Regions from separate parts of the Macaca mulatta genome. Here all the other regions are linked to region 1. A link is a contact called in public Hi-C data. All regions are on one chromosome and are shown on one strand. The core of a region is the stretch at or near the end of the contact, and the rest is flanking DNA. Distances in the headings are between cores, read along the strand shown.

Region 1 (3,184 bases), core at 160-2,659:
GCCATAAAATGAGCATACCCCAGCTAGCCCGCCAGCCCAGGGTGGGTGACAGATGCTTGGAGCAAGCTCTTCCAGTCAACCCTCCATCTTGCAGTGAGAAGCAGGGCCGTGGCTTGAAGCAGAATTGCCTGGCTGAACTGAGATCACCCAAGCCATAACAGACTTGAATACATTTGAGAATGAAGGCTAATTTACCTACACCACTGAGACTTTTGTGACTGTTACACAGCCATAGCTAACGGATACATAAGCCATCTACACAACGTGCTTTGACAGTTCTCCAGTCCCTATGTGAAATCTCTTTTTACTTTAATTCATTAAAGTTAAAAGAAGATCACTGAGCACCCTCTAGATGCCCATTTCAAGGTTAGGCAGGATGTATTTACAGGTTTTGATTTCTCTCTTTGAGGTGCTCATCCTGGGGGGGTCAGGAAAGCAAACAAATTGTTATGAGATAGGACGTCAGTGAAAGTATCCTGGAGGAAAAAGGACTCTGAGTCAAGTCTTGAAGGAGGAGGAAGGGGCAGGGTGCTCAAGGCAGAATGCACAGGATGTGCAAGGGCACAAGGTCGTAAAGCAAGCTGGGTTGTTTCTGGAACCTAAGACCCTCTTTGTGTTGGAATGTAAACTCCAGCATGGAGAGGCGGGCAGAGTCCAGGCCTGGCTCGGACATTTTACAAGTCCTGGGCCAAATGTTTTTTATTTTTTTTAGAAAAGGCATCAACTGTGGCAATTTATGACCAGATGATGAAGTCCAGGGATACTCCATTAAATAAAAAAGCGGCAGAAGATGTGATAAAACTCAAAGAAACAAGAAGAGAATAAAAAGACTCTTGGTCCCACTGCTGATGCGATCAACAGCATAATCCAGGCATGGCACAGGCACAGAAGTAATTACACCAAGACACCTGCTCCTGCAAGTCAGGCTGGGGTCTGGCAGGCTCTGTGCGGTGCTGCTGACGTGGAGCGCACCCTCGGCAGAGCTGGTGGAGCTGCGGTGGAAAGGGCCTTCTCCTGCCCCAGCTGCTGACCTGGCCCCTCTGCCTGGCACTGTCCTCACCCCACTGTACCCAAAACCTCTGGAGATGCAGACCTTCCCCTTGGCTTCTCAGGGTGTCGCTGCCCCTCTGACTTGTGAGTGTCGCCCGCTCTTTGCAGGGGGAGGTGGCTGGGGTTGTAGGGAGGGGAAGGTGAGCAGGCTAGGGGCCGTACGGTGATGAGCAGAGCCTCTCCCTCCGCCCACCCCTCTCTTTCTGACTCCCCCTCCAGGAGTGGGGGAGCCCAGCCCAAGTGTGTGTGATTTCAGAGTTAATCTGTCTGCACTAATTAAATATTGACGGCTGTTAAATATTCATGGGGCATTTTAGCTGCCAGGTCTGATGTCTCCAGGCCCTGCTGGCTGCAGCTCTTCGGATCGGCTCTTTCAGCTGGCGGTCCCTCTGTGCTCCTGCCCCTCTCCTCCTCCCCCACCTCTTTCTCTCACCCAGATGTTCCCAGCTGCTCCCTGGGGCCTCCCTGGGTCTCAGGCCCCTCTCCTTGCATCTCAGGTCACTTCTTCCCCAACCTTGGGACCCCCCCTCCATTAGTTCACTTGTGTAGAGTTTGAGGGGTTGCAGCTTTGGGTTTGGGGGCTTGGTGGGACGAGCAGCAGAGTGAACAGAGGGAATGTGGCCTGTGGTGTAGGAAGGGCTTAGGCTCAGGTGCTACGGAGAAGCCAGATGAGTGGCATCCGGCGAGGGTTCCCTTCTGGGAACTTCCATTAGTAGCTGGGAGCGCCGGGCTCTGGGAGGTGCTGGGATGAGGCGGGGAGAGAGCACATTTCTTCTTCTCGGTCTAGAGTGAGGAGGTGCCCCATAAAGAGGTGGTTCTGGTCCTCAGGAAACACTGTTATGGGGGCAGGGCAGGGGTTGTCTGGTGTACGGCTTGCTGGCGTCACCCACAAGACCCCCAACCAGACCGGGGGAGGCAGCACCCAGGGAGGCTCTCCAGAGCGTGATGTCAGGCCAAATCCAAGAGACAAGCGGGAATTAGACAAGTCAGTAAAAGAGGATTTTTGAGGAAAGGGGTTCCTGTCAAGGGAACAGCATGAGGGAACCACCTGGACTAGAGGGAGAGGAGGGCCCAATAGCGAATGGCAGGCGTTCTCAGGAGCAGAGGAGAGAAGTGGGCAGGCTGCAGGAGCGGTGTTGCATGCTAGGCTGGGGCTGGGCGTGGGCTGCTTCCTCCTCCTCTCCTCCTCTCCCTCTCACACTCTCTGACCCGCCATCCTTCTGTCTCGGCTCTTACTCGCTGTCTGAGGCTCTTTTTGCTCTACCTGGCTGCCCGCCCTGCACCTTCTCACCCCAATAAGTGGTCACCTCTGCTCTTCCTGAAGGAGGGGCGGAGTCAGAGCAGGCCACCCTGGGGGTGGACAGGAGGTGGCAGGAGGCGGCCTCCATGCCCGTCAGGAAGTCAGTTTCTCTCTGTTTTCTTCCCGAGTGTCATCTAGTCCCAAAGCGAGGGCCAGCATCTTCTGAGGCCCAGCACCTCTGATTTCCTGAAGGGCTGTGTGACTCCAGGTAAAGAGGTTGCATTTGCAGTTGGTCAGCAGCATCTAGCCCCGGCTCCCCAAGGCCAAGAGGTGCTATTCAGGCCCTCCCAGGAACCTGGCCTTTGTGCCAGGCTCTGGATCCAGTGCTGGCCTCACTCCACTGTGTAACTTTCCACCTCAGTGCAGGGGCTGGAGTGTCGAAGCTGTCCCCCACCTTACTGCATGTGCAGTTCTAGTTATGTGGGGTCTGTGAGTTCCGGGGAGACATGACCGGAGTAACTGTGTGTGTCAGCTCTCCCTCAACGTGTGAAGGCATCTGCACTGAGCTTTGGGCCAAAGGGAATCTGAAAATCTGGGCTGCTTCACTTTGGATAATACTAAAAACAACAATATTGACCATAATAATGTGTGTTGAGTGCTGGCTCTTGTGTTAAGCACTTTACATGCATGATTTCATTTAATCCTCACTGAACTCTATAAGCTAGACAGTTTTATTACCCACAACTCACATAGAAGAAAATAGAAGTTCAGAGAGGTCTAGAAACCTGTCCAGGGTCACACAGCAAAGGATGGAGCTAGAGTCTGAACCCTAGGCAGTTTGATTCCAGAGTCCATGCCCTTAAGGTCTATGCCAGTCGTTTTCGAACTTCCCCA
Region 2 (2,945 bases), core at 208-2,707, 560 kb before region 1:
TCCTATCATGATCGGTGAAGTCGTTATGTTTCAAGAAGAGGCTCCCGATGTGCAATTAACCTGTTTATAATTCAGCAACTTGAATCAGAGAGTGCTGAAGTAACTGGGCAGCAAGACTCACAGGAACTCATAAATCAATCCAAATGGAAACAGATTATATCAGCATCTTCTTATATTCATGTTTTCTAAAGCATTTTATAGTCCTAGTTTTAAGTATACTGGAATTATGTTGTCTGAAGAAGCTGTGAAGCAAAATTGCTATCATGTTAAAAAGCAGGCTTTGCTTACTGTAGTGCAACATGGTGTGAAGGAAAGCTGGTGGACCTGGAATAAGGGATGGGAGTGCAAGTCTGACGGTACAGTTTACCGACTGTTACCTCGGAGAAAACTTAATTTATCTGCATCTGTTTTCTTATTTCTAAAATAGGGTAAAAAATACCTACATCACAGGGTAGTTGGGAAAATTACAAGGAATCCATGAATGCGCTGGTTGTGGGGGAGGGAGGCGGTTCTGAACTCTCTAAAAATGTATACAAAATGCACATTCGAAAATGCACGGATTTTTGGAGGTCTATCACTTTCGTGACATTCACAAAGGGCTATATAACGCTCAAAGTTTAAGAACCACAGAGGTGAGGTGGGTGGAAGTACGGCAGACCCATAAAAGGAGGTCAGAACAAGTGAGTTTCAACACTTTCCCTGGAAGATCAATTTGCAGAGCAACCTCTAGGGCCCCAATTATGAAAGGAGTGGACTTGAGGGAGGCTCGGGAGGCGCTGGGCCACGAGGAGGCACAATGCAGCTTTGAGGAAACCCGTCTGTCCCTCGTTCCGCACCCTCACAACGGCCGCAGCCCAGGGGCCAGAGAGGGAAATCGCTGAGGCCTGGCCGCCGCCGCTTTTCTCGAAGGGCTTCCCGCGCCGCTCTCGGAGAATGGCGGGGACAGTGGGGCGGGCGGAGTAGGCCGCGACCCCCGGCGAGGTAGAAAAGATCGCTCCTCCACCGGGTCCGGGACGCAGGCGGGAAGTGATCAAGGCTCCCAGAGCCCCACCCGAGCGCGCCCGCTTCAGCGCAGGAGGACGCACGCCGGGCCGGGATACGAGAAGGCCCCGTGGGTTCCCCAGGGCGCACAGCCAGGCGCCGGCTTCCCCGCCTCACGCGGCACCGTGGGGGTCCCGGGGAGCCGCGAGCCTCCCCATGGGCTCCCGGGAGGGCCGCCACGTCACGGAGGGTGTGCCCCGGGGCTCTGCAGGCGGGCGGGGGAGGAGCCGGGGGGTTGGCTCCTCGGCCGCGCCGAGCTCCCCGCCCCGGCCCGCTGCCTTCCCCATGCCGGGCCCCGCCGCGCCGCTCCTCACCTGCCTCTCCAGCTCCGGCGCTCACCGCAGGCCTCGGGACTAGCTCACTACAGGCCGCCGGCAGCCCACGACGGTTGGAGTTCCTGTCTCTTTAAATCCGGGTCCTTGAGCTGGAGGCAGCACGCAGGCGCAAGAACCGAGGCCGCGGCCGCGCTACCTGTCCCCGCCCCCGTCTGCCACGTGGGTCATAGTCACAGTCTGCCTGCCCTGTGATGTTTGGAAGTAGTTTTCAACCTGCAATCGCCGCCCGGGAAGCGGAGGTGAGGGGACGTGGTGGCTCCTCGGAACGCAGCCTGGCCTGAACTTCCGAGGATCCCCTTGATTTTCTCATACTGTTAGAGAGGATCTAGTTTTTAAAGATACTGTAATGAGGTCGGGGAAGGCAAAGATTGCGTCAATCTATTTTTTAAATATAATCCCTCTCTTTGTGTCCTGCAGACTGCCTAGTAAATAGTAGTCAGTAACTTTCATGGAATTGAGACGAGGCACTAAATAGCAGGTAGATATAAAATGTAAAGGAGTGATGGAGGAGAAACTCCTTGATTGTATATCGTTCAAAGTGTATTATCTTAAATCTGAAGCCAGCTCCATGAGAGTTGGGGATGGCGATTTTTACAAGTGTAGCAGCCTGAGGGTAAAGGACCTCTTCAGAGTCTAGGAACAGCAAACATTTGGGCCTTGTTAGGTAAGCAAGGAACAGATTCCCGAGAGAATTCTGTGCTGTGTGATGAAGAGTTTCGTCTTTACTCTGTAGAGGGTGGAGAGCCATGAAGAGTCTTAGGGAATACTGTTGAAGCTGGGTGGGGAGAGACTGAGGCAAGGGAACAAATCAGAAGGTTCTCATAGTGACCCATGTGGGAGATGAAATTCAGCTAGTTGGGGTGGAGAGTAAAGTGTGGTTTTGAAGATCATTTAGAATTTAAATGATCTAAATAAAGTGCTCATTTATGGATAAAATAATAATAATCTGAGTGAGCAGAAAGATAAGGGTACCATCAACTGAAATAGAAAATAGAGAGGCAGAGGAGGTGTTAGGGGCAGAAGGATGAGTTTTGTATTGGATACATTAAGTTTGGTTGAGTAAGTTTAACTGCGATTCTAATGTTCGGAGGGGAGTAAAACCTGTTTTTAATGCGCAGCAGAATGAACCAGGGCTTTGGAATTGGAAGGTCACTGGAGACTTACGTCCTAGCTATGATAATTGAGTGATCTTGAGCACATCTCTACATTTGCTACATTTTTTTTAAGTTTCCTCAATGGTATCTGTCTTTTTCCAGTGCTGTAATCACAGCCACAGGTGACTATTGAGCACTTGAATGTTGCATGGAATTGAGATGTGCTATAAGTGAAGAAAATACAAACCAAAAAATTCATACTAAAAAAAGTAAAATATCTCATTAATAATATGTACCACATAATGACATTTAGGCCGACAATGGACCAAATATAATAGGGTGGTCCCATAAGATTATAATGGAACTGAAAAATCCCTGTCATATAGTGACAGCACATTACTCATGTGTTTGTGGAGATGCTGGTGGAAATGAACCTACTGCATTGCCAGTTGTATAAAAGCATAATACACACAAT
Region 3 (3,247 bases), core at 620-3,119, 700 kb before region 1:
GCCTGGGTGACAAAGACCCTGTAAAAAAAAAAGAAGAAAAGAAAAAGAAAGAGAGAGAGAGAGAGAGAGGAAAGGACCAGATTTGTGTCTTACGGTAGGTTGATGGTATCATCCTCCAAGAAGTTGACCAAATTGCCCTTTGAGGAAAGTGGGAGTCCTTTGGTAGTGACGGTCCGGTTCATAGACTTGGGGTTTGGAAAGGGTTTTGGCAGTTGGTCGAGGGCATTCATCATGTTGAAGTTTTCTTTCTTCAGTACAGCCTCCTCCCCATCTCCCACTTGATGGAGTGCCTCTGATGCCATCTGGTTTGTTTGGGATGACAGCCGTCACTGTGCAGGACAACCCAGCTGACCAGAAGCAGAGAGAAACTGTGGTGGCAATGGCCCACCTTTAGTCTGGGCAGGATGCGGGTGCAACGAGCTGACTTCATAATCATCACAGAGTGTAACAATTATGGGCCAGCCTCCCCCCTTGATTTGAGGCCACTGCTGTCCCGCTAGCTATGTGGCTGGCCAGACCAAGGGCCAGTGTGACTGAGAAGCAGCATCATGAGAGGGGTAAAACCAAGGAACAGACTGCATGAGCCCTTGGGCCCCTTCCAGCTCTAATACTCCATGGTGAGAGCAGCCCTGCCCTTCTCTGAAGATCTCAAAATGCCTGACACCTGTGCCCTTCAGCACTGCCCTGCGAAGGAGAAGAAGGATGGTGACAGACGGGCATGTAGAGGATGGCGGTGTGGCCCTGAGAGATAGGCAGTATTAGAAAGTGTCTGTTGGGGAGGGAAACTTTGTCCGTAGATGCCAAGGCTCTCTATCCTGAAACCACAGGCGGCAGATTCCACTGTGCCCAGTAGGTTGGGGAAAGGGAAAGCCCAGACGGTTTATAGGGGTTCATGGCTCACATATGATCAGACTTCACTGCTAGAATTCTAAATGTGCTACACCGACACTCCCAATACCTTCCTGTGTGGAGGGACAATGGTGGTTGTTGCAGCAGAATACAGAGATAGGCCACACCTGATCTCTGCTCTCAGAGAAACCACCTTACAGTAGGAAAACATGTACACAGCTTCATGGGTGGGGAGGGGAGCTGTTAGAAAGCACTGGCTCTGCAGTCAGAGGTGGATGTGAAGTCCAGCCCTGTGCTGCCTAGCTGGGTGACCTTGGGCAAGTGACTTAACCTCACCGAACCTCAGTTTCTTCATTGGTGAAACAGGGATAAAAAATAGCGCCTCCCTCACAGGTTTGTGATGAGATAACCATGTACAGTTTTATTTCTTCCTGTGGATGAGGCAAAGAACATTTAAAAATGCCAAATTATGCCGGGCGCGGTGGCTCAAGCCTGTAATCCCAGCACTTTGGGAGGCCAAGACGGGCGGATCACGAGGTCAGGAGATGGAGACCATCCTGGCTAACATGGTGAAACCCCGTCTCCACTAAAAAAATACAAAAAACTAGCCGCTTGAGGTGGGGCGCCTGTAGTCCCAACTACTCGGGAGGCTGAGGCAGGAGAATGGCGTAAACCCGGGAGACGGAGCTTGCAGTGAGCTGAGATCCGGCCACTGCACTCCAGCCTAGGCGACAGAGCGAGACTCCGTCTCAAAAAAAAAAAAAAAAAAAAAAAAAAAAAAAAAAAAAGCCAAATTATGTATTTTTGTGTGTGTTCTATATAACTAAGGTTTTCTGCCTTAAAAAAAAAAAAAAATAATAAATAAAGGCCAGGCACGGTGGCTTACACCTGTAATCCCTGCACTTTCGGAGACGAACGCAGGAGGACTGTTTGAGCCCAGGAGTTCGAGACCTGCCTGGGCAACACGGTGAAACCCCATTTTGTGGAGGTGAAACCTCTACAAAAAAAATACAAAAATTAGCTGGGCAATGTGGCGCCTGACTGTAGTCCCAGCTACTCAGGAGGCTGAGACAAGAGGATCGCTTGAACCCAGGAGGTCGAGGCTGCAATGAACTGAGATCTCACCAGGGCACTCCAGCCTGGGCGGCCGACCAAGACCCTGTATCAACCAAAACAAAACAAACTTTTGAAAAACAGACGCAGGTGTCCCTGGGTGCTTTGCTGCTTCTTGGCACCTGTCGTATAATCTGTAATGATGTGATTTCTGTGATTCCTTTTCATTGTCTGTCCCTCGCTCACAGGTAAGCTCCCTGGGGGTAAAGGCGGGTCGTCTTGGGTCGCATTTTGTCCCCAGCGTTTGGAACAGAAGGCTCTTTAGAAGGCCGGTGTGTGTGCTGCGTTAGAAAGTAGAGGCCGGATGCGGCCGTGGGTGGCGTGTTGAGCGCAGAGCGGGTCGTGGGCGGTGGAGAGTGGCGCGCCGCGGGCTGGGTGTAGGGGGCGCAGCGGCTCTGCCCCACGCGGCCCGCAGATGGCGCTGCAGGCCAGGTCCTCGCCGGGCGCCAGCCTGGAACCCGGAAGCGGCAGCGCGGCGCGACCGGGCTGGCGGGCTCTGGAAGCGGGAATCCCGGCGGATCCCGGGAGGGCCGATAACCCCCAGCCCTACCCTTGGTGCCGCCTCCTCCTCCCTCCTTCCTCCTCCTGCAGCCAGCGCGCCTGTGTCCCCTCTAGGAAGGGGTGGAAGAGGGGCGTCTGGAGAGGACCCCGCGAATGCCCACGTGACTGGCAGTCCTCCTTGGGGCTCTTCCAGCCTGCAGGGAACATGGGCGTACTCAGAGTCGGACTGTGCCCTGGCCTCACCCAGGAGATGATCCAACTTCTCAGGAGCCGCAGGATCAAGACAGGTGACCGGGTGTGCGCGTGCCAGAGAGCCGCGCGGGCCGCGCACAGCCTGGGCAGGCCCCGAGGGCTGGCACCCTGCCCTGGCATATTTGCAGGGAGCTTCTCCTCCATTCCTAGAGGGCCACGCTTCTGGAGAGGCTCAGGAATGGTGGGCGTGGGGAGCCAAGCTCTAAAGCAGGGTGGAGGATTCCTATTGTGTGCAGGGCACCGCGCCGGCTCTTGGCAGCTTTGTGATTTCACAGTGGCCTCCTGAGAAGGCCTGCTGAGAGGTAGAATTGACACCCCATTTGACAGATGAGGAAGAACCAAGTGTGGGAGGGCCCCGGCCTCTCTGCCAATCCGCTATACGTGTTTTGTTTTCAGTGGTGGACCTGGTTTCTGCAGACCTGGAGGAGGTAGCTCAGAAATGCGGCTTGTCTTACAAGGTGAGCTCCGTATCTATCTCCACACTCCAAACCTGAGTGTCTTTAAAAGTCCATCGCAAGCCAGCTGGGCGCGG

What was found. Hi-C and Micro-C count contacts between places; a contact is called where the count stands out from the background.
Region 2: a Hi-C map of fetal cortex germinal zone shows a contact between it and region 1, with 5 times the contacts expected there. The contact joins the promoter of LIG3 here to the enhancer-like site in region 1. A contact is called at or near these places in 3 of 14 Hi-C or Micro-C datasets (fetal cortex germinal zone, fetal cortical plate and liver).
Region 3: a Hi-C map of fetal cortex germinal zone shows a contact between it and region 1, with 3 times the contacts expected there. The contact joins the promoter of RAD51D here to the enhancer-like site in region 1. A contact is called at or near these places in 7 of 14 Hi-C or Micro-C datasets (CD4 T cells, blood, fetal cortex germinal zone and 3 more).

What each region holds. Positions count from the first base shown.
Region 1 is chr16:43,938,951-43,942,134 of T2T-MMU8v2.0, reverse strand. No RefSeq gene overlaps it. Among named protein-coding and RNA genes, the nearest start is that of CCL1, 60 kb to the right of the region's middle. Within about 2 kb of position 1,409, at least 3 of the 40 cell types and tissues checked have an H3K27ac peak or open chromatin away from gene starts, as enhancers often do. A contact at or near this core is called in fetal cortex germinal zone, where this site is marked.
Region 2 is chr16:44,500,598-44,503,542 of T2T-MMU8v2.0, reverse strand. LIG3 (DNA ligase 3) reads right to left here and starts at 1,457. Exons shown (of 20, transcript NM_001265970.1): 1 at 1,356-1,457. It overlaps CCT6B (chaperonin containing TCP1 subunit 6B), which reads left to right and starts at 1,527. Exons shown (of 12, transcript XM_015119058.3): 1 at 1,527-1,615. The coding sequence starts at 1,568.
Region 3 is chr16:44,640,574-44,643,820 of T2T-MMU8v2.0, reverse strand. It overlaps RAD51D (RAD51 paralog D), which reads left to right and starts at 1,869. Exons shown (of 10, transcript XM_077970796.1): 1 at 1,869-2,750; 2 at 3,112-3,173. The coding sequence starts at 2,378. FNDC8 (fibronectin type III domain containing 8) reads right to left here and starts at 416. Exons shown (of 4, transcript NM_001194617.2): 1 at 94-416. The coding sequence starts at 302.